Regions from separate parts of the Mus musculus genome. Here regions 1, 2, 3, 4, 6 and 7 are each linked to region 5. A link is a contact called in public Hi-C, HiChIP or PLAC-seq and promoter capture Hi-C data. All regions are on one chromosome and are shown on one strand. The core of a region is the stretch at or near the end of the contact, and the rest is flanking DNA. Distances in the headings are between cores, read along the strand shown. Region 1 holds the start of Pfdn4 (prefoldin 4). Region 2 has its middle 16 kb from the start of Gm40003. Region 3 overlaps Dok5 (docking protein 5). Region 4 has its middle 19 kb from the start of Gm16796. Region 5 holds the start of Cbln4 (cerebellin 4 precursor protein). Region 6 overlaps Dok5 (docking protein 5). Region 7 has its middle 170 kb from the start of Gm35033.

Region 1 (4,129 bases), core at 501-3,000, 1.5 Mb before region 5:
TCTCCCTTCTGAGTCTGGTCTAAGGGTTACAGAGTTCAGGACTGGGGTTTGCGGTATATACAAATGAGTTCCTCAAAAGTGGTGCCACCGTAGTAATTCCAGGTCCAGAGATTTGACTCTGTATGTGCAACTGCTAAGTAGCAGAGTGCAAACGGCAAACCTTCCTCAGGAGGGTGTTAGGACTTCACTCTGTGGAGTCCAAGTTCATTATATCCAGAGGGCTTGATGGTATGCAAGCAATGAGCAGGATTGCATTGTAACGATAGGAGATAGATTGTAACCAAATGGGCACATGCATTATACATTAGAACAGCGGTTCTCAACCTGTGGGCCGTGATCCTTTTGGAAAGTCGAATGGCCCTCCCACCCAGGTCAAGTATCAGACATCCTGCATGTCTGGCATTTACGTTACAATGTATAACAATAGCAAAATTACTGTTGTAAAGTAGCAATGAAATAATTTAATGGTTGGGAGTCACCACAACGTGAGGAACTGTATTAAAGGGTCACATTAGGAAGGTTGAGACCCACTGCGTCATAAGCAGACAGGCGAGATCTGCCCCTCTTCCCCTCCTTGGCATGCCCTTGTGCTTGAAGCCATAGGAGGGACTGGCAGAGATGCAAGAGCGCCCAGCCGTGCTTTTACTGTCCTGCGGCTCACACCTGGTCCTCCCTGTCCCTTGGTAAATGAGACAATGGCCCATACCCCAATACTCTAAGCTCTTCTGCCCTCAGACCTCCGACTTTCTGAGAGCAAAGTCTTGGCTACCGAAGTTAACAATGGCCCTGGTTACTAAGGAAGCTCGGTGCCCACTGGGCCCTGTGTGGGCAGTCTTCCCAGGCTAACATATTTGAGCGAGTGGAAGACATATTTCTGAACCAATTTAATTTTAAACACATAAAAGAATTCATTTCAGTTGCACATGATGGAGCACGCCTCTGATCCTAGCGCTTGGAGAGCAGAGGCAGGAAGATCTCTGTGAGTTTCAGGCCAGCTTGGTCTACACAGCTAGTTCCAGGACAGCTAGGATTACATTGCAAGACCCTGTCTCTAAATATAAATAGCCAAGCAACCGTCCAGTAAGCTATTATCTAAGCATTTAAGTTTGTTATAGCGCTCTAGGTCAGTGGTTCTCAACCTATAGATCGGGAGCCCTTTACAGAAGCCGCCTAATACTATCAGAAAATAGATATTTATTGACATTATGACCCAGCACCGTAGCAAATTTACATAATGAAGTAGCAACAAAACTACTTTTTATGGTTGGGGGGGGCACTACAACATTTAACTGTATTAAAGGGTCTCAGCACTAGGAAGATTGAGAACCACTGCTCTGGATCTTTTTGGGTGTCACCTACCTTTGGCTTCATCTATTCCTGGCTGATCCCCTAGTGTCCCCTGCAGTGATCAGTGGCATACAAGCTAAGATCAACTTCAAGAGTGGCCTTCAGCTTGTAGCTTCGCCAGCACTGGGTTTTTATGTGGTAGGGGCTGTAGATCGAACTCAGGTCCCCATGCTTGAGTGCAAATACTTGACCAAATGATTTACCAAATACTTTGCCGAAGCCACGCCCTTACCCTCCTTAGCTTCTCTCTAGGTTGTTGAATAAATGGAAAAAGAATTTCTTAAGCTTCCCATTCCACACAGCTGGGTGGTACCCAGCGCTCCCCCTGCTGGCCGTGGCTGGGATCTCGGGCCCGACTATTGGCCGCTTTTGGTATTTATGCCGGCCGAGAGGGAAGCTGCCTGTCCCTTTAATTGGAAGATACCAAGTGTTTCCAGGGCATAGTTTTTTTTCCTGAGTCCTTGCCCTGGGAATTTATAGTTCAGAGACACAGATAGCAGCAGTGTTGAGATAGTGCTGTGCGTTAGGGGGGAGTCTGGCTCAGCAGGGCTCGAGAGGGACCTCGGGGGGTGACGCACGCCCGAGTGGTTTTCCCCCGCGCCCCGTGGTTCAGTCCAAGATGGCGGCCACCATGAAGAAGGCGGTGAGTGCGGCGGGGCCGGGGTCCGAGGAGCCGTGGGCCGGGGCGTGTGAGGAGACGCGGGGCGCTGGGGGCCGGGGTCTGAGGAGGTGAGGGATGCGCGGGGCCGGGGCCCGCGCTGGGTACAGGGGTGCTTCTGTCCGCTCCGCTCGCCGTCAGGGCAACCGCCTCACCTGCTCAGGGTCGTGCATCTCCTCGGGCACCGGGTCGGGCTCCGCATCCCGGGCCGTCTGCTACCGCATCCCGGGGCGTCGTCTGCTACCGCACCTCTGTGCTCCGCCCCGGACCGCTCCGGTCGGTCCACGCTCCGTGCACCGAGTGTCTAATTGACGTTGAGAGCAGTCGGCCCGAGCGAGCGCGGTGGCTCTCCGGGCTTTTCCCAGCCATTAGGAAGGACACGGGTCCCCACGCTCTGCCCCGCACACTTCACAGCCAGCCAGCCAGCCAGCCATTCCTTTGGTGACTCATCTGGTGAGATGCTGGGTCTGGTGATTTTTGTTTGGTCAAATTAGAGCTCTTTATCATTTTTAAAACGACGTCCGATCCTTGTTCATGGGGCTCGGTGTGATGTCTTATCACACTTTTGAAAGACACGGACTTGTGTGTGTGTGTGTGTGTGTGTACACACCAGACTGGTCCACGGCTTCCTATGCAGTCAGAGATGATTTTGAATTTCTGACTCTCCTGCCTCCACTTTCCAGGTGCTGGAATCACCGGTGTGTGCCACTACCCCTGGCTTTTGGTGTGCTGGTGTGGTGGACCCAGGGCTTCATGCATGACAGGCAGTAGACATGGCTATGCAACCCTTTCAACCAATATTTTGAAACTTGAGCTAAATTTGAGCCACCAACTTAAGTTAAACTTCCATGTGGGTTTTTATAACCTAAACGTGTTTCCAGGAGTGCAGGTGTATCTAATACAGGGAAAGAATTGCAGAGGAGGGGAAAAAAAAAAAAGAACAAACAAGCAAACAGCTGATAGCTATTGGGGCTTCACAGTGTGTTCGGACAGTTCTTAGCATTTGCTAATTATTTTGATCTGCTGTGTCAACCTTTTGGGAGATTCTGTATTTATTCACTTTTAGCTGAAGAGGAAACTGAAGCGCAGAAGAAAAGCTGTGATTTAAAGAGCATTTGCACTCCAGGCTCCTGTCTGTCTGTCTCTCTGCCTCTGCCTCTCTCAGGCTCCTTGTCTGTCTGTCTCTCTGTTTCTCTGTGTGTGTGTTAGTGTGTGTGTCTCCCCCCCACCCCACCCCGGGCTCCTTGTCTGTCTGTCCGTTTGCCTGTCTGTCTCTGATGAGAGGCGCTTGGCTGAAGACAGTTGCTTTCACTCTACTTTGTAAGGCCCCTGTAGAATGCCTTTGTGTTCTCGCTGTTGGCACCGTGTAGTCAGTGCTTCTGACCACTGAAGGTTGATGCTCAGCATCCCAGTTCATTAAGAGGGAATGGCTGCTGAGCCTGGGGAGGCTTCAGAGTTCGAAAGAGCCCCTCGCCCTGGTCTGTCACCCACAAATTATTACACGGTAGCAGAGTACAGTCCGGGGCCACGGTGATTTGGCCAGGTAGGAACAGGTTCATTTTGCCTCTCTTGTTAGACTGTGCTCTCAGCTGTGGGTTACACTGGTCAGTTCCACGATAAACATTGTCCTTGCTTTTGCTTTTCTGAGACAAGGTCTCACTGTGTAGCATTTGCTGGTCTGGAACTCTTAAGAGATCTGACTGTCAGCTGAAATTGTGGAGAGCTTTTTGGCTGGGGACCCAGATCTCAGTACCTGAACTTGGAATAGAGTATGGTTTATTTCCTCTTAACAATCCCATAAGGTGTTACTGAGGCCAGGGTGTAGTCAGGGTCCAGGGCAGCTTACTTTCTTCTTGAATTTGGAGCAAGTCATGTCTTGTATAACTAGCAGAATTCCCTTAACTCTACAGTGATCCTTTTTGCCATTCTGCCTTCATTTCTCACATAGCCCAGGCTGGCCTCAAACTCACTATGCAGCTGAGGATGACCTTGAATTGTTAATCCTCCTGCCTCCGCCTCCCAGGGGCCAAGTGGCTTCTGGTGGCTGCTGTTTGTCAGGGCTATGTCGGGAAATGCCTGCTTTGGAAAAAGCAAAAACAGCCAACTTCCAGCACTCTTTGATGT
Region 2 (3,913 bases), core at 979-3,478, 1.4 Mb before region 5:
GTGTGGAGAGATAAATCAATACTTAGAATAACTGATTAAATACAGCTTGGATGTGCCAGCCATGGGTCAATTCATTAAGGAGGCAGCGTCGTCGTTGTCGTCATTGTCGGGAAAGGAGCTGGGGAGTAACGCAAAGAAAGTGATTTGGAGTTGAAGGGGCCAGGATTCTAGCTCTCACTGTGCCCCTAAGTGGCTTTGCCACCTGGCCTTTATACCCCTGCAACCTCTTCAGTGTGTGCATCACTGGAGATTAATCCGGAACATTCTAAAACCATTTTCTACACTCCAGTTCTTACATTATGGACTCTCTACAAAAGATCTGTTCTTCACAATTTCTCCCTAAAGTAAATAAGTTGAGTCTTTTTCTTCTGTATGAGACAGGGCCTCATCTATCCCAGGCTGGCCTTGCGTTACTAAGTAGCCAAGGATGACCCTGAACTCTTGCATCTTATCTGGGTTGTAAGGATGGCAGCTGTGTGTCACCAGGCCTAGTTGGAATCACTTTTGATAACAATCGCAGCTCATCTCAGGAGAAACAAAATGAGTAAAATCAAGTCAGCACAGCCTGGGTTTAAAAACACAAGCCTGCCTAGGTGTTAAGGGAGCTGTGGAAATGAGCAGCTCCTCTTTCTGGATGGCTGATCGATGGTGCCCACTTCATTCATAATATCTTCAGTGTTTTATAAATTTCCTAAACTCTAAAAAACCAAAAACCAAGCTCTTTTCATCATCTTTCAATTTGAACATTTTTTTTGTTTTTGTTTTGTTTTGTTTGTTTGAGACAGGGTTTCTCTGTGTAACAGAACTCTGGCTAACAGCGGACTTGCTTTGTAGCCCAGGTTGGCCTCAAACCCAAAGAGATCTACCTGCCTCTGCCCTCTGCCTCCTAAGTGCTGGGATTAGACCAGATGACAGGCCATATGTACCCAAGGCTAGCTGTGAATGCTGCTCAACACAGAATCATAAACATGCTTACAAAACAGTCAAGTTTTGGGTTATTGTCGTATAACTCAGTTACCCAGTTCCATACCTTGGGCTTTGGACAATGGCGATGCCCAACGCCATGTTGCAATGTCAAAAGTTTGGGCATATCTGATCACATCACACCCACACCAAAACACAGTATGCCCTCAGGGGTTACTAGTCCCTATTTGCTATAATTTACCATGGCAACAGCCATGTCACCCCATTGTGAGTCTGTCCTGTTTCTCACCACCATAGTATTTCTTCTTTGGACCCAATAATAGTCATGCTTAAAGTCTAATTCGATCCTTGTTTCCCAGCCTTGATAGACATTGAGGACAAGGAAGGCCGTGTTATCTCAGGAATACAGACTGAAACACATCAGAGGCTCTTCAGTCTTTGAAGCCAGAAGACGACAATGTAGACGTGTGCTTTTCAAGTTCTCCCCACACTTTAGGTGAAGTAGCGGAGCTCTGTCGTGTGCAAAGATGGAGGAGATGCTGTTGCATCGCGTCTTAGAACTCATGATGCCTGCCATCCCATACTCTCACATTCAGCAGTCGTTTGGAAAGTCAGCATGTCCCTTAGATATTGTCAAAGGTCACCCAGGATAAAAGTTGATGTTTGCGTGTATGCGTGTGCACGTGCATGCCCATGTGTGTGTGCGCACGCGCGCGCACACACACACACACACACACACACACACACACACACATATCAAGGTTGAGAGGAGAGACAGGGGAAGCTAGATTCCATTACTGCTTCCAGGCCAACGCTGTACTGGGATAGGGTTCTGGAAAGCAAAGAGAAACAGCTCTCCCATAAACCCAGTGTCATTACAGCCGGCATATGGCTCCCCCAGATAAACAGGCAGACTCTGATTTCTCTCCTAGGAAAAGCACAATGGTCACTTTACATTTGATGGCTTCAAGTCCAGAGAAACCGCTTGCAAGACATTTGTTGGGTCTTTGTGGATTCCAGTCCCTTTGTTCTGTTCTCTCCCTCTCCCCTGTGAGGCAAGCTCTTGAAAACAGCAAAAGAATGAGGGAAATTGTAACCAACACCTTCGTAAATATGCAGGTCATTTTCCTTCCTCCGTTCCTTTGAAAAGATGGTGTTTTGAATTTACCGATTCATTTTCTGCCCCTCCCCCGCCCCCCTGCAGGGCAGATGCAGCAGCAGAACTATCTGTTAAGAAATGTGTGGAGCTGCCAAAACCCTGCTGAGCAGGGCTCCACATCTGGAAATCAGGCTGTCCCAATGCAGGGGGTGAGGAAGTTAATTCCCCTGCTGTTAGCCACAGATAAAGCCAAGCTCATTAAGGCTCGGAGTGATGTCCAGGGATTCAATCTGACTGCTCAAACTCCTCTCATCTGCTAGGGGTCTTGCCTCACGTTCCTACCCCCTCCCCAGAGGAGCATCCGATGCTGGTAAACCGTGGGGTTGACACCCTCTGAATCCAGTACCTCAGTGAAAGGAAGGCACTTTGATTAAACACACAGCCACCGTTAGATTTATAGTCCATGTTTACTTGGAATTTAACCCAAGCAAAATGTTTTTCTTTAGCCCTTCCATTTATGTCTGTAATGATTACTCTATAGCCTTGCTGTAGCTTTTGATTTTCTTCAAATTGTAAATATGGATTTTGAACGGCCTCATACATTTTAACATTGAAATAATTTCGCTACTCTAAAATACTCTGTCCCTTTCACACATGTCCATAGCACACAAGAGCTGTGAATGGATAGTTAGGAGCTGGGCTTGGCGGCACATTGACTGTAGTTAGGAGGTTGGGGTGGGTGCACTGTAAGTTAGAGGCTAGCTTGAGATAAATAGCAAAACCCGATGTCAAAAACAATCCAGGCCTGGGTGGAGCTTGATGGCAGAGTTCTTGCCTGCTGTGTGTATATGTGCATAGCCCTGGGTTTGATTCATCCTGTCGTGAAAAAGAAAAGTGAAACTGTGTGCTTTAAATGGATTGACAGCACAACTTTTCCCTCCAGGGCTCAGTTCTAGCCCATTATTCAGCAACTACTCGACACTAGGTAGTACCTATGCTGATCTCTGGAACGCACGGCTCCATTATCAAATTAACTGCTAACTGTCGTTAACAAAGTTAACCAAGAGTACTCAGTCAACATCTGAATGAACAGTATCCCGTTGATCTTAGAGGAGCCGTGCGGGGTGGAGCGCAGTTTTTATACACACTGATCGTTTGTTCCCGAGTGTTTTCTTCAGGAAGTATGAAGTTGATGAGCTGAGCAGGCAATGGTAAACTCAGGCTGTGCTTGTGAAATATATCAGCTATCCACATACTTAGCAGATTGAAATGGGGCTCATTGTAATTATGTATAACGATGTCTGTATTACCATATAAATTACAAGAATAAATAATTCATAATTAATGTTCACGGGTTAGCAAGAGACCGCACACGATTAGGGGCAACAGAGAACACACAGGAAGTCCGCCTTTATGCAATGCCACGCAATGATGCTCAGTGGGCTTCATAGGACATGCTTAGACATGAAGTATGTCAGCCTCCCAGGACATCACCATCCCCAGAACCAAGTCCTTTCCCTTTCCCCACACTCCACGTGTCACAGACAAGAACAGCCGCTGTCACACTTCGTCCTTTTCTAGAATGTTCTGGCGGTGAACTCACACCAGTCTTTTGTGTCTGCTGTCATCCTTCAGCAAGCACGCCTTGTTTAGAGATTAAAGCGCGAATGCACACAGCAGCTAATTGCTCTTCTCACTGACTGAAGGGCCACAGCAGGGGCTGTCCCTTCTGTTCTCAGCTTCCTAGCCATGGACTTCTGTGTTGTTTCCGGTTTAAGGTGGCTATTGATAAGATGCTCAGAGAACATGGCTAGAAGAGTCATATAAGTATGTGTCTTCACTTCAACAAATGAAGACAAGTGGAATTACCTGATCGCGTGGTGGGGGTGC
Region 3 (3,957 bases), core at 1,375-3,874, 1.3 Mb before region 5:
TGATCCCAGTAGTTCTGGGCGTGTCCCAGGCATAGCATGACTCACGGAAAGCCAGCTGCTGTCTTGGAGGGAAACCGTACTCTCCTGAGATGCTCTTTGGTGCCTCTCTTGGGAATGTGCCACTGGTCCAGCTCATGGTGTCTTTTTCTCTGACTCTTCCCTGTGCTCTGCCCCTTGAAGTCTCCTCACTCCCACTGGGAACATATGCTGCTCTGATATTTCATGACTAACCTTCATCTGCAATTAATGTGTGGCTTGTTCTCTCTGTGGAGGTTAAAGCAATATAATCAACGACAAGGTTACCATCTCTCTGGAATACCATTAGGCTTCTGTGTCCTCGACTCCTTCAGCCCCTGTGGTAATGTTTGCTCTTGGTTAACTTAATGTATTTGCAGATGATGTAAGGCATTTATATAAATGCATATAGCATTAGAAATGCAGTCATTTGGGCTATGTATTCTTTTTTATCTGTTTAGAGATAAGGTCCCACTATGTGGCCCAAGGTGGCATAGAATTTGTAATCCTGCCTTAGACTCCTGTGAGCTGGGATTTCAGGCCCACATCACCAATCATGGCTTGGCGTGTGCATTCTCTTTGTAAAGAACATCCTTTATAGAATGTTCCAGAAAAAAAAAACTTACATAGGGAAATCTCATGTATACTTCTAAAATAGAGTAAGCGCTGCAACATTGTCGTTGTGAAAAATTCCAAAGAATGCATATGTTCAGGTCCTCATTAGCTCTAATTGTCAACCTGACACAGCCTAGACATAGCCTCGTTGTCTGAGACAATATCCTTGATGGATAATTGAAGAATTGACTAGGTCAAGGTGGTCCTGCAGGCATGTCTGTGGAGGATCATCTTGATTATTAATTTGCCTAGGTTGGCCTATTGTGAGTGGTGCCATCCCTACACAGGTGGTCCTAGCCTTATATAAGAGAGCTCACTAGGCATGGACCTAGGCACAAATCGCCTACCTCTGTGGTTTCTGCTTGGGTCCCTGCCTTGACTTTTCTCAGTGGTAAACCCCACCCTAGATGTGTAAGCCAAACAATCCCTTTTCTCCCCTACATTGTTTTTGGTCAGGGTTTTTGTTACCGAAACAGAAGTGCAACTGGAATCATCTGCTAAGGAGGGGCCTTTAAGTGACAACCGACTAGCTAGCCAGGCATTCCCAGGAAACTTATTTTCTTGCATTTTCGGGATGCTTGAAGCCATCTTTCCTCCCTGGCTCTTGGCCAATCCTCCTCATCTGGATTTTTCAGTCATGTATCTTTTTACTCATCTTGTTTCTCTCTTCTCTCTAAGAATGCTCCTGGTGACAGCGGACCTGGCCAGACAACCCCAGGCACTCTCCACTCCAACACCTTTGACCTAACCCCACCTGTGAAGCATCTTTTCCCATCGTCACTGCAAGGCACAGCAGACTGAGCACAAGGCATAAGTCTGAGACAGATGTGATTGGCCATAGCCTGGGGTTGTCTTGGAGGCTACATTCCACTGTTGATGCTGTCTGATGACATCTAAGCTTTGGGGTGGCTAGAAGGAACCTAGCCATCTATGAAACTAAGATGTTCCAAACCCTGAGAGCTCACAGAGATTTAGGTCAGATACAAGGGAGAAAGATGAATGGCCATTAAGGAACCAATATGGTCCAAAATACTTTGGGCTGTGGACCGGTAGCATTCCAACTCTCCCCAGTAACAAAGTTCATGTGAACCAGTCTGTGTGCAGAATGTTTAACACAGAAGTGGCTTTTCCTGGGAACTTTAGTTAAGAGTGTAGACATCTTTGAGGAGACCCTTTTCCTGCTCACACAGCACATCCACAACACAACTGTCCTTTGAAACCTTATCCTTGGAAGTCTCCTACCAATTTCAGTTCAGAGACCCATTTGTAAATGTGTAGGAGCATGTTCCTGCTCGACTAATCCAGTTCGGAAAGTGAAATTCCTCACTAAAGAACAGTCATTTGTTCTATTGGTTGCCCGTGAACAATGAAGGGTGAATTAACGGAAGAGTCAATGAAAGGTGTGTGCAGCAACTTGAACTTGAACATGATGAGCATCTCTGAAGGAGATCCAAGCTTCCCAGAAACCCAGGATAGCCCAGGGGATAGCCTGGACTGCTTCTAGGCAGTTGGGTTTTTCCAGAGCAGGCGATCTTGAGGACTTCCTTGTCTGGGCGCAGCTTCTGACACAACCCATTGCTTCCTGATCCTACATACTGCTCACTCTCTGAGCAGACAGGGACAGCATAAAGAGATGTGTACGCCACAGTAAAATGTTCACTTGTGATGTGTCATGCTAAACCCGTAAGCTAAAGGTTGACAACGTCTCAGGGTGCAGCTCCTGTCTCCTCACTTCCCTGTGTGTAATTCCTTAAGAGCGTAGAAGTGTTTGTGGTTGTATAATCCTGTTAGGACTGGGAGAGGAGCTGTGTTTAAATATGCATTCTGGGCGCCATTGTCAGCCACGGAGACATATTTCATTGCAGCAGGAATATCTATGGACGTGCTTATGGTGCGGGGGTTGCTTTTATTCAAATGAGGATTCTAATTCAGTCTTCGAGAGAACTGAGCAACATTGTTTCAATGCTCGCCTCTTAGGAGATAGTAAGGGTGTGTTCTGCGGCTCTGTCTTATTTATAGAGGCCTATGCAGCAGATGGAGAGACACCAGAAAGGGAAAGGGCTGATTTCAGCTTAACCCTTTGGAAGCTCTCAGCTTCACTAGACCCGTTCTGACTTGCTTGGCATCTGATGGAGTCTGTGCAATAGCTCCAGAGCCTGATCTTGCTTTTGTAACATTCTCGGTAAGGCTTTCTTCATCGTTACAAACATCCAAGTCCCTTCGTGAGATGAGCTGACGTCTGGCTAAGGTGGTTTGATGTTTGCTGCATGCTCACACTGACTTAGGGTGTAGCTGAGATGTAAATGACAAAAATATCAATACAGATATGTCCTCACTTAGTCAACCAAGATATGCACACTAGGAAACCAGGATTTCTTTTACTAGACTGGCAAATACAGACTTCTCTCAGAATGCGCAGTCTTATCTTACACTGAAGTTTTTATTATGAGTTTTGAAACAGGGTTTCACATAGCCCAAGCCAAACATGTAGCTCAGGTTGGCCTTAAATTTATGATCCCCCTGGTCTCAGCTTCCTAAGTACAGAGAGTCCAACCTAACATTGATGCCTTTAGCATCCTTGCATCATCTTGCATCACTGCCTCTCCTCAGGTGATTCTCTTTCCCGCAGGTCTCTCCTGGACTTGAAAGTCCCTCCTAGTCTCTAATCTCTTGAAGCTGCACTTTCAGCGTCAACACTGCCACCTCTCTAGAGGTTTGCGTTTATACTCGTCTTCCAAGTTCTTTATGTTTGAGAATTCTGAAGTAATATCATGGTATCTAAACTCCCCATAGACTTAGTAGCCTGTACTTGATTAAAATATGACTTCCCACCTTTGTATAGTGTTTGCCCGCAAGCTTAAAGATTTGCTCCCTAATCCTCTGTCTATCCTGCTGCCACTGGGCTAACCCAGACTCAGTTATTTATTTATTTATTTATTTATTTATTTATTTATTTATTTTTTCACTTGGTATGATAGACAGAGGTGTGGGCTGTGACAGGTATCAAGTGCTATTTTGCATATTCATGAAGTGGGGGGTTGGTGTTCCCGTGCGATTTAGGCAACATGAGATTGAATGTCTCAGCCTCTGTGACTAAATTCTGGCTTTGCCATTCAAAAGCCTCTGTGGGGACTCAGCTCTTCCTTCTGTTTCTGAGCTGTAACCTCCTTTTTAGTCTAACGGACAAGCACAACCTTTCCTAGACAGGATTGAGTGTGTGGGAAGAGCACCGAGGTGCCCCTGGTGGTCTGCATGGCTGTGTAATGGATGTAATGGACCCTCCACAGTGAAGACACTACAATTCTAGTCATCCAGGTGATGGTGTTG
Region 4 (3,948 bases), core at 40-2,539, 1.5 Mb before region 5:
AGCATTTCAAGGATTTTTAAAGAAAATGCACCACCAGGGAGTTGTTAACTCTGGCGTTTAGTTGCCATGCTATGGTGACTTCAAAGAGATTATTGCAAAGACGCTCAAAAGGAAAGCAGTTCAAAATAAATAAATAAATAACAGATAGAGCTTTTGAAAATACGGTCAGGAAAACATCTAAACAAACTGCACGGCAGGCAGTCCGAGAGGGTCCGCCTGTCCATAAAGCAGGGAAGTTATTAACCTCGTGACAGCGCCGCTGCTGGCTCGCAGGGAACTGGCTGCTGGGCACCAGTGTTTATTGACACTTGCGGGTAAACTAATAAAATCTTCCCATTTCAATTAAATTTTGGAAACTCATGTTCCCGCCTTCTCAGATGCTGCAAAGCGGTATATGGCCACAGCGGGCCCCCTTTTGGATCTCATGGCCCCTCGCGTCCCAGGAGGTGAACCCCGTGCAGCATCCGATTGCTTTCTTCACTATGACTTTTATTAGCACCGAAGGCCATAGGAGGTGGCATTAACAAACGCAGTCGGATCGATCCCTTTTGGAGTCCAAAGAGGCTTCCGGGTGTGCTCTCTGTAATGTTTGGGGTCTCCCAGCCATCATGTTGGGGCTGAGAGGGACCTTGGAGCTTTTATATAACACAGAGTTTAGAGAAAGGAGAACTGAGCCTCACAGTGGCTGACTCTATGAGTCAAGAGTCAAACGGAACCAGTTTTAATTTCATACCAGTGGTATAGACAAACGTCTCCTTCCCTCGACAACCCACGACTCTCATTCCTGGTGTTCTTGTCTTTCTTTTTCTCTTGCATGCTAACTCTGATGAAGCTGGTTAGCTGATGTGTGTGTGGGGGGGTGGGGGGAGAAGGAGGAGGAGGAGGAGGAGGAAGAGGAGGAGGAGGAGGAGGAGGAAGAGGAGGAGGAGGAAGAGGAGGAGGAGGAACTGAGGGAGGCTACCCACCTGCCATGAAGTACAGATTAAGAATTTTTACTATCCCCATCTAGCTTCCAAATGAATGAGACTCAAACTATGATTTATTTATTTATTTATTTATTTAGCGTTGCGCAATCACTGGGGGATCACCTCTAATCTATATTTCTATTTGCTAGAGTGTAGATTCCCAGCTGTGCCCTGGGTTAGTTCTGCTCCACCATCTTGTCCTCAGGGTCCATCTCGATTGGCTACGTGCTCCCAGTCCATCACTTCCAATGGCCAATGGAGATCACTGTCTACTCCTTCTTCCTCCTCCTTTCTTTTTTCTCCTCATTGTCCCGGTAACACAAACTCCACCTCTCTCTATTCTCCCCAGTAATTGGCTGTAGCCATTCTTATTTAACCAATAGCTTTCCGTTGGGCGGCTAAGTTTGCACAACAAAAGCTAGTGTACATGGTAATTTGCTAGTCTTCGGGAAATCTTGGGGTACAGGATTTAGCATTTGAACAGACAGCAGCACCAGCCTACCGGGCAACACTGAAGAATCCGAGAGCTCCATCTAGTCGCCCTGCTAATAATAAGATGATCCTAAAATCAGATCCTACAGACCAAACAATGACTCTGGCCTGTTTCTAGACTGACCAGGCTAGTGAGCTCCAGGAATTCCGTCTCCAGTTGTCCAGTGCTGGGACTGCAGGCACCTGTGCCCAGCTATATATGTGGTTGCTGTGGGTCCAAACTCCAGATCTCATACATACAAGGGCTTTACTGACTAACCTCCCAAGCCACACCCTTTTCTCGGAAGGACACAGGGTTTCTTATAGCTCAGGCTAGCCTCTAGACTTCCTGTGTTACCAGGGATGACCTTGAACTCCCAGCCCTCCCGCACTCCTGTGGAATTCTGGGATTTCAGGTGTGTGCCACCATCCCTGGCTCTCAGCTCCACAAATCATCATCCCATTTGGCAGTGAAATTGAAGCATGGAGAGTCTAAGTAAGATCACCTGGGCAGGGAGATGGCTCAGTGGTTAAGGACACATGCTGCTCTCACAGGGGATCCGGGTTTGGTTCTCCACAGTCCTCTGTAACTCCTGTTGCAGAAGGTCCTATGGCTCCAAGCACATGTTTGGTGTGCAGATGTACATGAAGGAAAAAAAAAACACTCACATACATAAAATAAATAAATACTTTAAATACAAGACACCTTGAAAACAATCTCATTGGTAGAAAGAAGCAGAAACACTCCTCGAGCCTTAAATGTTGAGACCTAGAATTTGCCTTGTAACTACTTTCCTAATTACAGAAGGAAAAAAGGGGGTATAACGAGATACCGTATATGTCAACAGAACCCAGTGCACAGCCGCTGCTCCATGCCTGGCTGTTGCTACCATGGTTATCTTAGTGGGTATTCTTTCATCTCTGCATTGGCTGCCAACAGCATCTCCTGCTATAATCGAGATGCTAGGAGGTGTTAATGGGACTCTTCAAGGTATCTGACCAGTGGAATAGCTGTCCTCTTAAAGGTCTTGAAGATATGAAGACACTTGAATGTGATCTAGGCAAACAACCAGGCAGAATTTTCTCCTTGTGCTGGCCAAAACTCAGAAGGAATTTTACTGCCACGCATAACCAACCATGCAGGGAGGGGCTAGACCTCGTGCTGGTGGCAGAGATTGCAAGCCTCCCCCGTCAGCTTTCTGGCTTCATTCCTAGATGACAAGCATCAGAACCCAGGGGCTTCTTCCGAGTTCTTCTGTCATCATGGAGAGATGGCCTTGGTGGCCACATCTGCTTATCAATTTGGGTGCAAGCATTCAAAACAACTGTCTTCCTGGAGAAACTAGAGATTCGTTCTGATTGGACCAGCTCGGGTCACTTGTCCACAAGTCTGTCGATTATTAAGGAGATAGAGTGGTTTGCTTGCTTAAGCCTGGGTCATGAGCTCTACTCCACACCGAACCCAGACTAAAGCAGGAAGCCAGACTTATGCGTATATGTGTATGTAAGGATTGCTTTTCATGGGAATATGCCTCTTGCAGAAATGTTGACTTTCTAATTGTCTATAGCTTCCTTGTTTAACCTTTCAAGTGTCTTTACAGCTTCCTTTCTTCCACGTTTCTATCTCAACAATGAGATCAGTCCTTGGCATCCGAGGAAAATGAACACCTTAGCAACATCCGATCACACTGGGAGTGATTGTGAACATTCACACCTGAGCTTCCTACCGGTCCTAGTTGGAGCCTTTGTACGGCAGACACAACTTAGACGTCACAGCGGGGGTTTGGCGACTTCTTGCATCCCTTAACTATGGAGGCTCAGACAAATCTCCCTGAATTTTGGCAGCTGGGATCAAGAAAAGTCAGCAGGCTCCTTGTAGGTCAGTCTCTGGGAACTGGCGAGCTGGGCGTGCTCTTCTCTGACTCTCACAAGATGCTGCTGGTCAAGGCATCTGCTAGGCTGTGGCTATCTCTCGCTTCTAAGTAGACAGCGTAGTCTCCAGACAGAGCCCGTTGCTGTGAGCATTGTCAGGTTCAGAAGACTCACCCTAGAGCTTGCTAACAGGGCACTCTGCATTGGTCTGTCCTATGACAGAGAGTAGAGAGAGGGAGGGGGAGTAGAAGGAAGGGGAAGAAGGGTAGGGGACGGGGGCAGGGCGGGGGGAGAGGGAGAAGGGAGAGTATAAAAATATGGAAGCCACAGATTTCTGTCACCTAATCTAAAAAAAAAACCTTGGCATCTATTACCTCCACCATGGGCGGTTGACTAAAAGCAAGCCACTAAGTTCAACCCTAAGAGGCTGACCCAGGGGGATCGCACCAAGGAGCGCTGGGCACAGGATGGAAACACCATCCGTAAGTCTGTCCAGTACCTTTGCTAAGGGGACTCTTAGCAGACAGAGAGACTCCAACCTATCAGGCAAGTATTTTTGGGGATTTAAAAAATCGTTTTTTCATTCATAGGTACTATTATTTTCCAAACTAAATTGTTTTTTTTTCTCTTTCTAGATAAC
Region 5 (4,094 bases), core at 987-3,486:
CCCCTGGCTGCTACCTCAAAATCTGTGCTTTCTCAGCAAATTACAATGCCCTGGGGGAACCAGAAAGGGAAACCCAGCCCCCAGCGCTTACCTGCCCAAGCTCTATGCAATTACTCCATCCTTTTTCCTCCTGCCTGGGCAACTTTTCTGAGTGGAGCAATAGTGAGAAAGGCTTTTGATCTCTACCAGGCAGGGTGGTGTTAATCCAGCTACCCTGGACCCTGCGGAGTCACCCTAGCTAGAGATCTGGAGATGGTCTCTGACCCCCCCCCCCCCAGAACCACACCCCTAATCATCTGTGTCTACTTGGAAGGGTCCCTGCACCTTGTGGAACCCCAGAGCCTTGTGGAGAGATGAGCCTCCACCTGGAAACACAAGTCAAACAATTCAGACTGTCTAATAGGGCCCCCTCAGAAACGCCTCCAGGGCACCTGCTGATAAGTCTGAGCCAGAGGCCCAACTTCTCTACCAATAGATCTCAGCATCCAGGGACAGTATTCCCTTCAGCCCCTGATGACCTGTTGCTGTTAAACTTGTCGTATCTCCAGGTGCTTTCCTCTGCGCTCCCAAGCCACCCACCGCGCAGGCCTGTGCCAAAGACTACGGGACTGAATGGAGGCTGTGGTTGCTGGGGAAGGGAGGCAGCTCTGAGTTTCAAACTGATACCGTCAGTTGATAAAACGATCTCGCCACATCCTATTCATATTAGCTGAATCTGGGCATGCAGCCCCCGATACCCAGAGACCACCCATCCCCATATGCGCTCTGCATCCCTCGGGAGTCTGACCTGATCAAAGTAAATGATGCGAGTCTTGTTGCTCATCTCAGATGGCTCGTGGTTGGTGCTCCGAACCGCCGAAAAAGCCACCTTGGAGTTTGCTGCCCGGACCGATATCCCCAGAGGGGAAGATGATGATCCCTTGGAGTCTGTAGCTGGGTTCGAGTCGCACACCACCAGACACTTGCCCTCCAGAACGATCGGTTCCGTGTCATTCTGTGCCCAGACAGGCAGCACTAGAATCAGCAGAACGGCTGGTACCACGGACAGCGCCCGGCGCGCGGAGCCCATGGTGAGCCGCGTGCGCAAGCGGCAGCCTGGCGCTTCTGCTCCCAGGCGGCGCCTGCTACCCCGGGATCCGGGAGCTCGGGAAGACGCCAGTGGCTAGATCGACAGCGCTGCAGGAACAGCGGCGGCGGCGGCAGCAGCGGCGCGCGCACTTCCACCAATTCTCAGGACTGAAGTCTCCCTTCGAACTGGCTGGCTGGCTCTGTTACCTTTGTCCTTTAAGGAGCTCATGCAGAACTCCTACCCTAACTCCTCCACCCCCAAATCAGTTTTGCCTGGGGCCACGGCACCCACACTTGTCCCTTGACATCTAAAAAGTCTCCAGACCCTCTCAGTCACACCTCAAAAGAACAAAATAAATTCTCACCCCGAACCCAAGCACTCCTGGTGAAGCACAGAGCTGAAGACACAGAGGGGACTCCGCGAGTAAACGCTAGCAAAGGTGGCTAGTGCCGAGCGGTGCGGGTGTCGGTCCTGTCCGAGGGACTCTGGTTGGCGCAGGAACAAATTACAGAGGCAGGAGGTGTTTCCGGGGATGAGAAGAATGCCAGGTTATGTCCATGGCTAGGATGCTAGCGACTTCCACTTGCGCTTGGTCAAAAATTCCCCCAAAGCCCGGTGTCACTCCGACGCAGGTAGGCGGCAGCTGAGTGCCCGTCGCCAAAAGCAGTTCTAAGGTGCAGGGCGCCTACTGCCCTGGGTTCCCGCGTCCCTGCGCACAACTTTGTGTCTCAGCGTGCAGTGCAGCCGGAGGGACAGCGCCGAGAGGGCACCCGCGCGCTATTTATAGGAGTGCTGCCTGCAGATGGCTTTGGCTCGCCCGCTCATCCCGTGGATCCCCGGAAAGCAGAAAAGGCGTCCGTTGACCCCAGCGGAGCAGCGCCTGTGTGACGTTGAACGCACCCGGACAGAGCGGGACGCACGGCGCTGCCGGCTGCCAAGGTCTGAGGTCACTTGATCCCCCCGAAATCGCACTTTGTGTACCCAGAGGATGATGCTCACCTGCCTGCACCTGCCAGGGGTCCGCGGCTGCTCGCCGCCAGCTCCACCTGGACCCGCAGAGGGAGTTGTGGGTCCCCTCACCCTGCCCTGCGCAAGACTCTCTGAACCGAACGTGGCGCTGCCAGCTCAGATGTGGAGATGGAAGGACCTCGGCGAATCTGCGCGGTTTGCTATCTGACGCTAAGAGGACCAGCCAGTGTCCCCCAACTGCGCCTGGTCAGGAGCTTGTCCCACGTAACCCTCGAGCCTGGAGAGCCCAGAAAAGCCCGGGGGCAGTTCTGTGCCCTGGGCGGGGCGGGTGTGGAGGAGGCGCCTGTTTTTTTTTCTTCTGCTCAAGAGGATGAGCCTCGGAACCCACTGGGGCTCGCCTTCTCACGCTGTGCAGCCATCCCAATCAGGGGCAGGAACAATCATAGTGAACAGTATCCCTTAAATGTAACAATTAAAATGCACACCCCGAGAGTACTGCACCCTCTCCCTCTTTGATGTTCCTCCCCTGTGCACTCCACTGCCATCTTGGCCTCTGACTGGCAACTTATTTTCCTTTTCGGAAGCCACGGAAGGGAAGCGGGGAAGCAGAGCTTGGCTTTGGAGTTGGCTGCATGAACCTGACCAAGACCTTAATGAGTGGCCAATACTACCCAAACTAAGGGCCCCGGCTTTCTGGTTCAGTATTCTTTGGGGTCAGGACACTCCCAAATTCCTTGTTGACTTCTCTTGACTTCAGCTGCAGGAGAACAGTGCAGCTATTCTCTAATCAAAACAACGTCCCTGTGGAAGCCACCAGCCACTCAGACCTCCTGATTAGTACGTACTGGTTGCAAATTGTTTAGAGGTTGAGTCATGTCCTTGGGTCAGATTAAGCTTCCCAGATGGTCCTGTGCGTTCTTGGAATGGCGTTCGAGCTCTTCCTCTGCAGAATCCAGACAGACCTACATCTTTAGTCTGATCTCCTAAGGTTCTCCAAGGGAATGTGTGCCGCAAGCTCATGCTGAAATTCCAAGTATTAAGATACAAGATGCCCCTAGGGTTGATCCTTAGCCCCAACTTCTTATAGTGATATAAAGATGTGCTGTCTGGAAACACAGTTGAGGGAGGTAGTCAGTGCAGCTTGTGAGTTGCTGGGGCTCTGGGGCTATGCTATTTGTAACAATGTTGCATATCTTTCATCGAAGCTCTAAAAAAAAAACAGAAAAGCTTGCCAGGCCTTTAGGAGAGTGCCACCTTGACACCACCGTAAACTTCATATAGTTTCTCATCTGACCTTTTCTGATGTCCTTATTCAAACACTGATCACTAGTCATTGCAGTGCCTGTGGCACTTCCGTGGTGTGTGTGGGTGTGGGTGTGTATACATATGTGTGCATGTGTGTGCAAATGTATGTGTATGTGTGTGTAAATGTATATGCACATATGTATGTGTGTATGTATGTGTACATGTATATGTCTATGCATGTTCTATTGTGTGTGCATGCATGTGTGTGCATGTGTGTATGTGTACATGTATATGTCTATGGATGTTCTATTGTGTGTGTGTGCATGCATGTGTGTGCATGTGTGTATGTGTGTGCATGTGTGTATGTGTACATGTATATGTCTATGCATGTTCTATTGTGTGTGTGCATGCATGTGTGTGCATGTGTGTATGTGTGTGCATGTATGTGTATATATGTGTGCATGTGTGTACATGTGAATGTCTGTGCATGTTCCATTGTGTGTGTACATGCATGTGTGTGCATATGTGTATGTGTGGGCATGTGTGTGTGCATGTTGTGTGTGTGTCCACTCGTGTATGTGCACGTGGTCCTGCTCTATTGCCTATTGTTTTACACCTTACTCCCTTGGGACAGGGTCTCTCACTGACCTTGGAGCTGGCTCTCCGTCAGCCAGCCTCAGCAAGCCTCCTGTCTCCCCCTTCTCTGGTGCTGGTGTCATAAGCACGTGCATCCACACTTGGCTTTTCATGTGAGTTCTGGGAATTTGCTAGACCCTCGTGCTTGCAGAGCAAGAGCTTTTATTGGCTGAGC
Region 6 (4,069 bases), core at 407-2,906, 1.2 Mb before region 5:
CTTCCTTGTGTCCAGCCTCTGTGCCACTGTGAACTCCCTTAGTCCTGTAAAATCGCTGCTTGTGCTACCCCTAGCCAGCAGGGGGCAGCAAAACATCTTGGTTTTATAAAATGAAAGGTGCTTGGCTGTCAGGCTGGGCAAACCGGTTTCTCCTGGGCACTTTCCAGCCTGGATCCCGTGTTTCTTAATACAATTTTACAGGGATGTACATGCTCACACACTGTGTGTTCACCGTGGCTGCTACCCTGCTGTTAATATCTACTTAGTTTTACTCTCTGGCCTTGTATAGAGGAAACCTGCCAATCCCTGCATTAACTCTGAGGTGGGCGCAGGGCATCCTTTTTTTCTTTCTCATTAATCAATCAATCAATCAATCAATCAATCAATCAATCAATCAATCAATTAATCGATTAATTGATTAATTAATTAATTCACTTTACATCATAATCGCAGGCCCTCTTCTCCCAGTCTCTCCCTCACATGGCCCCTCACCCCGTTCCCCCCACCCCTTCACCTCAGGGAGGTCCAACCCACCCTGGCACCTCAAGTCACTGCAGGACTAGGTACACCCTCTCCCACTGAGGCCAGACAAGGCAGTCCAATTAGCGGACCAGGATCCACAAGCAGGCAACAGTCAGGGACAGCCCCCACTTCAGTTGTTGGGGGATCTGCGTGAAGACCAAACTGCACATCTGCTACATCTGTGTGGGGTGGAGAAGGCTGGATCCAGCCCTTGTAGGCTCTCTGGTTGGTGGTTAATAGTGTCATGGATTGGTTGGTCTCAAGTTGAGCCAGTAATTGGTTGGCCATTCCTTAGTTTCTGCTCCATCTTTGTCCCTGCACTTCTAGTAGTCAGGACAAATTTTGGGTCCAAGGTTTTGTGGATGGGTTGCTGTCCTTATCCCTCCACTGAGAGTCCTGCCTGGCTACAGGATGCTTCAGGCTTCATATCCCCCACTGCTAGGAGTCTCAGCTAGAGTCCCCCTCATAGACTCCTGGATCCTCCCCCATCCCAAGTGTCTGGCACAATCCTAGAGATGCTTACCTCACCCCCCATTTCCATCCATTCTCCTGGCCCCCTCTCCCAGGTGACCTCTCAAGGGGGGGGGGGCATTCTTGACTTGTTCATTGGGCTGGAAACTGAATTGGAATAGAGGAAATTAAAGTCTTCTAACAGTGACATATGAAGATGTGCAATATTGTCTTATTCTGAGTCAGGTTTGCAAAGAGTGTCTACATCAAAATTTTCCCTAGTCCTGTGTTTTCCACGCCCCCCCCCCACCCGAATTTCATGACACAGGGAGGAACTACAGATGAAAGTTTAAGGAGTTAACACAGCTGTTAAGGACTGACCAGGGCTGAAGGCAAAGGCCAAATGCAAATGATATGTTAATCACGCACTCCCTAGTGATGCGTATTTGCATATCTGTGTGAGTGACCTTAGGAATACAGTCTCCTGTCCTGAACAGGCCACTTTTCTCTGGTAAATTTAATCAACTGTAGTACTAGCCAATTTGATCCTGAGCTTTCTTGAGAGATAACTGTTTGTCCTCTCTAATTTTTTTTTGGAAAAGATGTCACCAGCCCGCTGAAGCTTCACCGGACAGAGACTTTCCCCACCTACCGGTCTGAGCACTGACAGCAACCGCCAAGAGCTGTTAGCACATTTGTGCTGTGTCAGCCACAGCAGGAGGACACAGAGGGACAGCCAGGGAGAGTGCAGATGAAGAAGAGCAGCTTCGCACCCTGCTAATGTGTGTGGCCACGGGAAACGCTGCAGAACAACATATGTATAAATATTTTTCCCTTTCTCTCTCTCTCTTTCTTCCTCTCTCTCTCTCTCTCTCTCTCTCTCTCTCTCTCTCTCTCTCTCTCCCTTCCTTCCTTCCTTTCTTCCTTTCTCCCTTTCTCTCTTTCTCTCTCTTTCTTTTCTTTTTTTTTTTTAAAGATACAGCCCTAACCTCATGGAAACGCACTGGATAATATCAGCCCACCCTGTTTTTATAGCTGGACAGAGGAGTCAGTGTTGCTACCACGGACTGATTTTCTATTGGTGACAAGTGCCCCCTGTGCCTCTCTGAGTCTGTCCCTCTGTGGATTTGTGTGATTTTCCTTGTAAGTGTTTCCGTCGTAAGACAGTCATCATGGACAATAAAATGCCTCTTCAGTATTCGTTAGTTCTTTCTGCACTATCCCTCTGTGACTGGGGCTGGGGTTCTGGCTCAGTCATGAACTCGCATTTGGTTATATTCCCAGTGAATTAAATCAATATTTCCACTCATTCTTCTCAGGGAAGACCCCCTCAGAAGACCCAATGAACATGCGTTCTCCTCAACCCCCTCTGACCCCTCAAAAGCCTTTATTTTGAGTAGACCACTTACGTAAGGCATTTTAGAATAAGCAGCTTCACCATCCGGTCCCCGGGTCCCGGTGCCAGTTTTCTCTGTGCCCCCACTTAGTGTATCTGGAGGGTAAATGCACTGGGAACAGGGTTTTGCGTTGTGTTTCACACAAATCCAGACACAGACACATCTCTTCATTCATTCATTCATCAGATCTGGAGTCTTCTCGTCTCCAGTGCTCTGCTGGACTCTAGGCATGCAGAGGTATAAAGACTCTGGCTTTGTTGCCAAGAACCTCAATTTCTTCCAGACGAGGGCATCAAGGGAATTAAGATACAATTGCAGTACTGAGTGGCACCTGCCCGATGGGCCTCCAGGGGCGACGGCCTTCTAAAGAGAAGGTCACCCCGCTCTTCAGGCTGTGTCACTGGGGAGGTGCCAGATGGCAATTGCATCTCGTGACAATTAGAGGTTATGTTCTCGCCAGGCTGGAAAAGCAAGCTGGGGGCACTCACCTTGCTCGCTGTCATGTCCCCTAATTAAACTTGATCTTCAGGTAAGTGGCGCTTATATGGTATTTCAAAATAAAAGTGAGGTCCAAATTTGACATGGAACAGGGGTATGTTTCACAGTGCCCCTTGTATCTTGAGTTCAAATCATCCTGGATGGTCTTTGCTGAGTTTGACAACTACAATGTTCAGCCCTAGAGCTGAGCCTGGACCCCTGATAGATGCGTGTCAGATGGACAGAGAGAGAGAGAAGGTCAGATTCACATCCTCGGAATGGGGTTCTTTGTATATGGGAGACTTCACCTTGAATGCACACTTCTGCACACCAGCTTCCTCTGAATCCATTATTTTCATGGAAGAAAATACCTAATGAGTTTCAGAATTATATATATATATATATATATATATATATATTGCAGAGGCTCCCACAAAACACTTCAACATCCCATTGCTGTTTGAGCATTTCTAGAAAGGCTCAAAGGGGAGATAGACACACCTTATAACCCCATATCTTCAGCCTAGCTAAAAACCCAAGCCTGCTAAGCTAAATGCACTGCTTGTTCCAGAGCTGAGATTCCAAGGACACCTCGGGTAGGACCTTTCCCAGGAGGGGAGAGATCTCAGGAGAGAGGTCTGAAGTCAGCTAATAATTAATGAATGGATTAGGGCAACTTAATGGCTTGGGTCTGATGGCCTTCCCAGAATGCACCTGCACTCTGTCTGGGTTCTCTGCAGCTTTTTTCCCCCCACGTAATTTTTGCTCTTCCTTCTCCCAGATGGATCCATTTTCGTCTGTAACAATGCAGCTCGCCATGCACACTTAGCACCTTGTATCTTGAGTTCAAATCATCCTGGATGGTCTTTGCTGAGTTTGACAACTACAATGTTCAGCCCTAGAGCTGAGCCTGGACCCCTGATAGATGCGTGTCAGATGGACAGAGAGAGAGAGAAGGTCAGATTCACATCCTCGGAATGGGGTTCTTTGTATATGGGAGACTTCACCTTGAATGCACACTTCTGCACACCAGCTTCCTCTGAATCCATTATTTTCATGGAAGAAAATACCTAATGAGTTTCAGAATTATATATATATATATATATATATATATATATATTGCAGAGGCTCCCACAAAACACTTCAACATCCCATTGCTGTTTGAGCATTTCTAGAAAGGCTCAAAGGGGAGATAGACACACCTTATAACCCCATATCTTCAG
Region 7 (4,089 bases), core at 1,513-4,012, 1.1 Mb before region 5:
TGCTTCTCTCAAGGAGTTTGCTCGGTCTGAGATGACTGTGGGTAATTTTCCATGGAGTCCTAGAAGAACTTAAAGGGCACAACGAACTCTTCTAAACTGGCTGGACTCTGTTTTGTTTTGTTTTGTTTTGTTTTTCAGAAGCTGGGATTTGAGTTTTGAGCACCCTGTCTGAGCATGCAGGGGAAGGTAAGCAAGCCTAGCTGCATGGGCAGAGGGTGGCTTTGGCATCTTTATCTCTCATCCCATATAAAGCAAGCCTAAACAGGTCAGAGTGACTGATTGCTTTGGGAGATATTACCAACAAGTGGTGAGACTGAAGGCCTGATTCACTTTCCAGGTTTTTTTTTTTTTTTTTTTTTTTTGCCAATGGGAGAATTTTCCATGCTAGTTGGAATTCTTGGGAAAAAAGCCTTGCAGAAGTCCAAGGGTTTATGCCTCCAGATACCACAGGGGTCTCATGATGGGGTGCAGTACTTTTCTATGGAAACCCAGAGCCTTCCAGAGCTGCTGGAGGGGAGAGAGAAAACGTGTATTTTGTTTTAAAAACTAGTGCCCGGATGCTGCTTTAGGCTCGTCCTGGCTGTGGGGCTCAGAGGGTGGGTGTTTAATAACAGTACCTCACCCGTGTACCTGTGGGAGAAGGTAGGTGAAGCCCTTAGAATGGCGTTTGGTGCCTGGGCTCACAATGGAAATGGGATTCCTGCCTATAATGCCCTTGAACCTGTGTGCAGTGCTCAGAGTGACCTTCTCCAAGAATCCATCCATTGGTGCTTCTTGTGAATGCTTCATTGACTCTGTGATGATGCTTTCCACCTTAGTCCTCACCAAAATTAAACTAGGTAAATATCCATCAGTTATTCTGCTGAGCGTGTTCTAACTGGATAGCTGTGGACTGACCATTCCTTAACTTTCAAAAGCAGGTGATAATGAGAAGTATAACACCATGTCTGGATGACGCGATCAGGATGGGGGAGTGTGCTATCACCTTTATAATGATAATGATTTACAACTGTGTATATGGCTTATATACCGTATTCTGGAAGGTTTCATATTTTTGAGTGGAAAAGTCTTACATATTTTTTCATATTAAATATCTTACAAAATACCACACATATTATATATATATATATATATATATATGTATATATATATATATATATATATATATATACATATATATATATGACGGCTCTTGAAACTGGGGTGCAGTGCTCATTGGCCTGAAACTGGCTCAGCAGGCTAGCAGACATTTGCATTATGATTCATAACAGTAGCAAAATTGCAGTTATGAAGTAGCTACGAAATAATTTTATGGTAGGGGGACACCACAACCTGAGGAACTGTGTTAAGGGCGCACAGCATTCTGGAGGTTGAGAACCACTGCTCTAGAGTGTGCAAAGAGGTTGAAGTACCATTGGCATTTGTTTCTGCTTGCCATGTGTCCCGGGGTTTGTTCAACAGCAGGAGGCCAACGAGTAGGACATGGGGATCATGGTCATTGTGTGCAGTGTGCTTTTGTTTCGTTCATGTCTGATACAAACTTTCTATTCATAGCTAAGTCTGCTCCCAGTTATACCTCAGAGGCAACTTTGATGGTGCCTGTCAGAGACCTTTAATTGTGATCTACCTGGTAACCTTTTTCTATGGTACCATGGGCTTTGCTTAATTAGGTGTCACATTGAATTTAATATTTTTTAAAATGGTTAGGTACTTATTTATTCATTTGTCGTGTGTGTGTGTGTGTGTGTGTGTGTGTGTGTGTGTGAAAAACCATGCATATGTGAAAAAAGAACAACTTGTGGGGTTTCTGTTCTCCTCTTCTACAAGGTAGCTCCCCAAATTGTTAAATTTGGCAGCAAGCCCCTTTATCCACTAAGGCAGTGGTCCTCAACCTTCTTAATTCTGTGATCATTTAATACAATTCCTCATGTTGCGGTGAACCGTAACGATTAAATCATCTCATTGTTACTTTATAGCTATAGTTTCGCTACTATTTTGAATCATAACATAAACATCTGGCTTGCAGAATTTCAGATACACAGTCCCCAGAAAGGGGTGGTGACCCACAGGTTGAGAACGGTGGCACTAAGCCATCTTGCTGGCCCCAAACAACATTTAATGTTCCAAGATTTGCCAGAGCAAGGCAGGAAGGCATTATATCGTCTGTGTAGAACTCCCTTTTGTTTGTCTTTTGATGCAAACATAAGCCATATCTGAATGACAATAGAGTATAGCTGCTTTCTATTTTTATATTGATAGAAATAGTGGGAAGAGATCCAGGAAGTCTGCAGAAAGCTTGTTTTTTTTTTTTTCTCCCCAGATAGACCTGTCCACTGGCGATCTCCTTGATCTTCATTTGGCTCGTGAGTCCGACTCATCAGAAGGCAGCTGAGATTATGCCAGAGTGGTCAGATGATTGCAGAACGCCAGGCAGTGCGTTCCCATGCGCAGCTTGTCAGCAGGGAAGGGTACAAATTGCAAGTCAGTGTGAGACTGTGCCCAACCCAAGCCATGAGTTGCTTTTATAAACAACCTGGGGAGAAAAAGAAAAATAGCCAATTCAGAAGAGAGAAAGCAAGCGCGCTTCGGAGCGGCAGTTTGGAAAGGTGACAACTGGTTTAGCCTAAAAAAAAATACCCTCCCATAAAATGAAGCATTCATATTAATTAGGGAATATGCTGCAGGGTAAAACAGAAGCCTGCTGGAGTGCAGCTGGCCCATGACCTCACATCCGGTCTGCAGAATAACCACACAGAGCGTGAGTGAGACAGGCATGGAAACCGAGCAAGCATGCGCGTCCCACGGTCATTTCTAACAGTGGAAGGTTACACTTGCTGAAATGAAGTGTTTTCTATATTTGGGAGTTTCACCCTAAGGTCAGTTTTGTAAGTCCCGAGGGCAATCTGGGCCCAATACCGACCTTGCCCCTTCCCATAGCACTGTGACTCCGGGCGTGGCCCTTTCGTCTCTGGGGTGTGTTCACCTACCTGGATCTTTGCTGATGAGTTGTTCGCCGGGAGACTGACATCGATAATGGTGGGAGGCATTTTCAGACAGGCAAAAAAGGCCACTCATTGCCACTTCATCTTCAGGATCCTCTGACCTTGTCAAGGCCTTATTGTTCAGACTGCAGGATTTGGCAGGGTAGGCGTTTACGTCTGTTTGAGAAGATTTCCAAACAAAGAGAATTTGCCCTTGCAGGTTGAGCGGAGACAAGGCATTTTGAGTGAGCGCACCTTAGTCAGGTTTCCATAACAGACTCCGTAGCCATAGAAGTCTGTGTCCAGATAAAAATGTATGCGTAGAGCTATTAAATAAGTCACAAACAAAACAAACAAGTGGATTCAAAGGTATGAGCAGCAGACGATGGAAAAATATTTTCACTTGATTTTAAAAAGCCGCAGTGAAAAGGGCGTGCATGTACTCTTAAGGGGGCAGATGATGAGAAAGGCTTACGTGAGCGAGCACCTGCTCTGCTCTAGGGACCTCCCCAGGCTTTATAGGGCCCTGGAAAGGAATGATCATGGCACAGCCAGAAGTCTTAGGGTTGACAATCAACATTCCGGGATCCATGCCCCTGCTACTAGGAAGCATGGCTGGTGTCCATCCAATCCATCACTCCACAGAGCAAGCGCAGTGCCAAGACACAGGTTACCTTCTATACTATTAGGACCCGCTAGATAAGTGACGTCAACCTTTTGGCAATGAAAGTACCCTACAGTATTCCTAATACAAGTTGACTGTTTGAGCTGGGAAGCCATACTTATACCTCTCCCAACGTATCGCTCAGTGACCAACTTGCACCATATAATATAACTTGCACACACATGCACGCGTGCACACACACATAGAATTCCATGGAGATCTGAGCCACGGGACTCATGACTAATTTGTATTAGTCAGTCAATTTCAACTGTTTTACTCACTTGACCTCAGCCTTGAATCACTCTGATCTGTTTGCCAAGACTCCACAGTACCTTGTCGTGTCATCGGTGACTCTCAATCCACCCTACAGAATGCCATGAGAGGCACTCACTGTTCCCTTGACTGAAACAGGCTCCACAGGGAACCTGGCTAACTAACCTAAGT

The links. Promoter capture Hi-C pulls out the DNA fragments that hold promoters and counts their contacts. A called contact is a pair of places that touch in the nucleus more often than the background predicts. HiChIP or PLAC-seq counts read pairs in DNA pulled down with a chosen protein or histone mark.
Region 1: a Hi-C map of cortical neurons shows a contact between it and region 5, with 2.9 times the contacts expected there. The contact joins the promoter of Pfdn4 here to the promoter of Cbln4 in region 5. A contact is called at or near these places in 14 of 39 promoter capture datasets (the 3T3-L1 cell line, cranial neural crest, embryonic stem cells and 7 more), 2 of 484 Hi-C or Micro-C datasets (Sertoli cells and cortical neurons), 4 of 115 datasets of contacts at active chromatin or transcription factors (embryonic forebrain, embryonic hindbrain, embryonic stem cells and 1 more) and 1 of 9 other capture datasets (embryonic stem cells).
Region 2: a contact with region 5 is called in a promoter capture Hi-C map of embryonic stem cells, with 4 times the contacts expected there. The contact joins the enhancer-like site here to the promoter of Cbln4 in region 5. A contact is called at or near these places in 7 of 39 promoter capture datasets (the 3T3-L1 cell line, the C10 cell line, embryonic stem cells and 1 more) and 2 of 9 other capture datasets (embryonic stem cells and liver).
Region 3: a promoter capture Hi-C map of hippocampal neurons shows a contact between it and region 5, with 2.2 times the contacts expected there. The contact joins the enhancer-like site here to the promoter of Cbln4 in region 5. A contact is called at or near these places in 15 of 39 promoter capture datasets (the 3T3-L1 cell line, 3T3-L1-derived adipocytes, cranial neural crest and 9 more), 2 of 115 datasets of contacts at active chromatin or transcription factors (embryonic forebrain and embryonic stem cells) and 1 of 9 other capture datasets (liver).
Region 4: a contact with region 5 is called in a promoter capture Hi-C map of embryonic stem cells, with 4 times the contacts expected there. The contact joins the enhancer-like site here to the promoter of Cbln4 in region 5. A contact is called at or near these places in 14 of 39 promoter capture datasets (the 3T3-L1 cell line, cranial neural crest, embryonic stem cells and 7 more), 2 of 115 datasets of contacts at active chromatin or transcription factors (embryonic forebrain and forebrain) and 1 of 9 other capture datasets (embryonic stem cells).
Region 6: a contact with region 5 is called in a promoter capture Hi-C map of epiblast stem cells, with 8 times the contacts expected there. The contact joins the enhancer-like site here to the promoter of Cbln4 in region 5. A contact is called at or near these places in 22 of 39 promoter capture datasets (the 3T3-L1 cell line, 3T3-L1-derived adipocytes, the C10 cell line and 12 more), 1 of 15 datasets of contacts at CTCF or cohesin (stem cell-derived epiblast-like cells), 3 of 115 datasets of contacts at active chromatin or transcription factors (embryonic forebrain, embryonic hindbrain and embryonic stem cells) and 1 of 9 other capture datasets (embryonic stem cells).
Region 7: a contact with region 5 is called in an H3K4me3 HiChIP or PLAC-seq map of forebrain, with 14 times the contacts expected there. The contact joins the enhancer-like site here to the promoter of Cbln4 in region 5. A contact is called at or near these places in 9 of 39 promoter capture datasets (the 3T3-L1 cell line, the C10 cell line, HPC-7-derived erythroid cells and 5 more), 4 of 115 datasets of contacts at active chromatin or transcription factors (embryonic hindbrain, embryonic midbrain, forebrain and 1 more) and 2 of 9 other capture datasets (embryonic stem cells and liver).

What each region holds. Positions count from the first base shown.
Region 1 is chr2:170,509,480-170,513,608 of GRCm38.p6, forward strand. Pfdn4 (prefoldin 4) reads left to right here and starts at 1,751. Exons shown (of 4, transcript NM_001110152.2): 1 at 1,751-1,990. The coding sequence starts at 1,967. Gm16796 (predicted gene, 16796) reads right to left here and starts at 2,448. Exons shown (of 3, transcript NR_040367.1): 1 at 1,360-2,448.
Region 2 is chr2:170,655,828-170,659,740 of GRCm38.p6, forward strand. No RefSeq gene overlaps it. Among named protein-coding and RNA genes, the nearest start is that of Gm40003, 16 kb to the right of the region's middle. Within about 2 kb of position 2,229, at least 42 of the 459 cell types and tissues checked have an H3K27ac peak or open chromatin away from gene starts, as enhancers often do. A contact at or near this core is called in embryonic stem cells, where this site is marked.
Region 3 is chr2:170,764,852-170,768,808 of GRCm38.p6, forward strand. All of the region lies in intron 1 of Dok5 (docking protein 5), which reads left to right. Among named protein-coding and RNA genes, the nearest start is that of Gm35033, 9.0 kb to the right of the region's middle. Within about 2 kb of position 2,625, at least 25 of the 459 cell types and tissues checked have an H3K27ac peak or open chromatin away from gene starts, as enhancers often do. A contact at or near this core is called in hippocampal neurons, where this site is marked.
Region 4 is chr2:170,528,697-170,532,644 of GRCm38.p6, forward strand. No RefSeq gene overlaps it. Among named protein-coding and RNA genes, the nearest start is that of Gm16796, 19 kb to the left of the region's middle. Within about 2 kb of position 1,290, at least 7 of the 459 cell types and tissues checked have an H3K27ac peak or open chromatin away from gene starts, as enhancers often do. A contact at or near this core is called in embryonic stem cells, where this site is marked.
Region 5 is chr2:172,041,230-172,045,323 of GRCm38.p6, forward strand. It overlaps Cbln4 (cerebellin 4 precursor protein), which reads right to left and starts at 2,237. Exons shown (of 3, transcript NM_175631.3): 1 at 788-2,237. The coding sequence starts at 1,069.
Region 6 is chr2:170,877,600-170,881,668 of GRCm38.p6, forward strand. It overlaps Dok5 (docking protein 5), which reads left to right. Exons shown (of 8, transcript NM_029761.4): 8 at 1,575-2,176. The coding sequence ends at 1,639. Among named protein-coding and RNA genes, the nearest start is that of Gm35033, 100 kb to the left of the region's middle. Within about 2 kb of position 1,657, at least 7 of the 459 cell types and tissues checked have an H3K27ac peak or open chromatin away from gene starts, as enhancers often do. A contact at or near this core is called in epiblast stem cells, where this site is marked.
Region 7 is chr2:170,943,504-170,947,592 of GRCm38.p6, forward strand. No RefSeq gene overlaps it. Among named protein-coding and RNA genes, the nearest start is that of Gm35033, 170 kb to the left of the region's middle. Within about 2 kb of position 2,763, at least 15 of the 459 cell types and tissues checked have an H3K27ac peak or open chromatin away from gene starts, as enhancers often do. A contact at or near this core is called in forebrain, where this site is marked.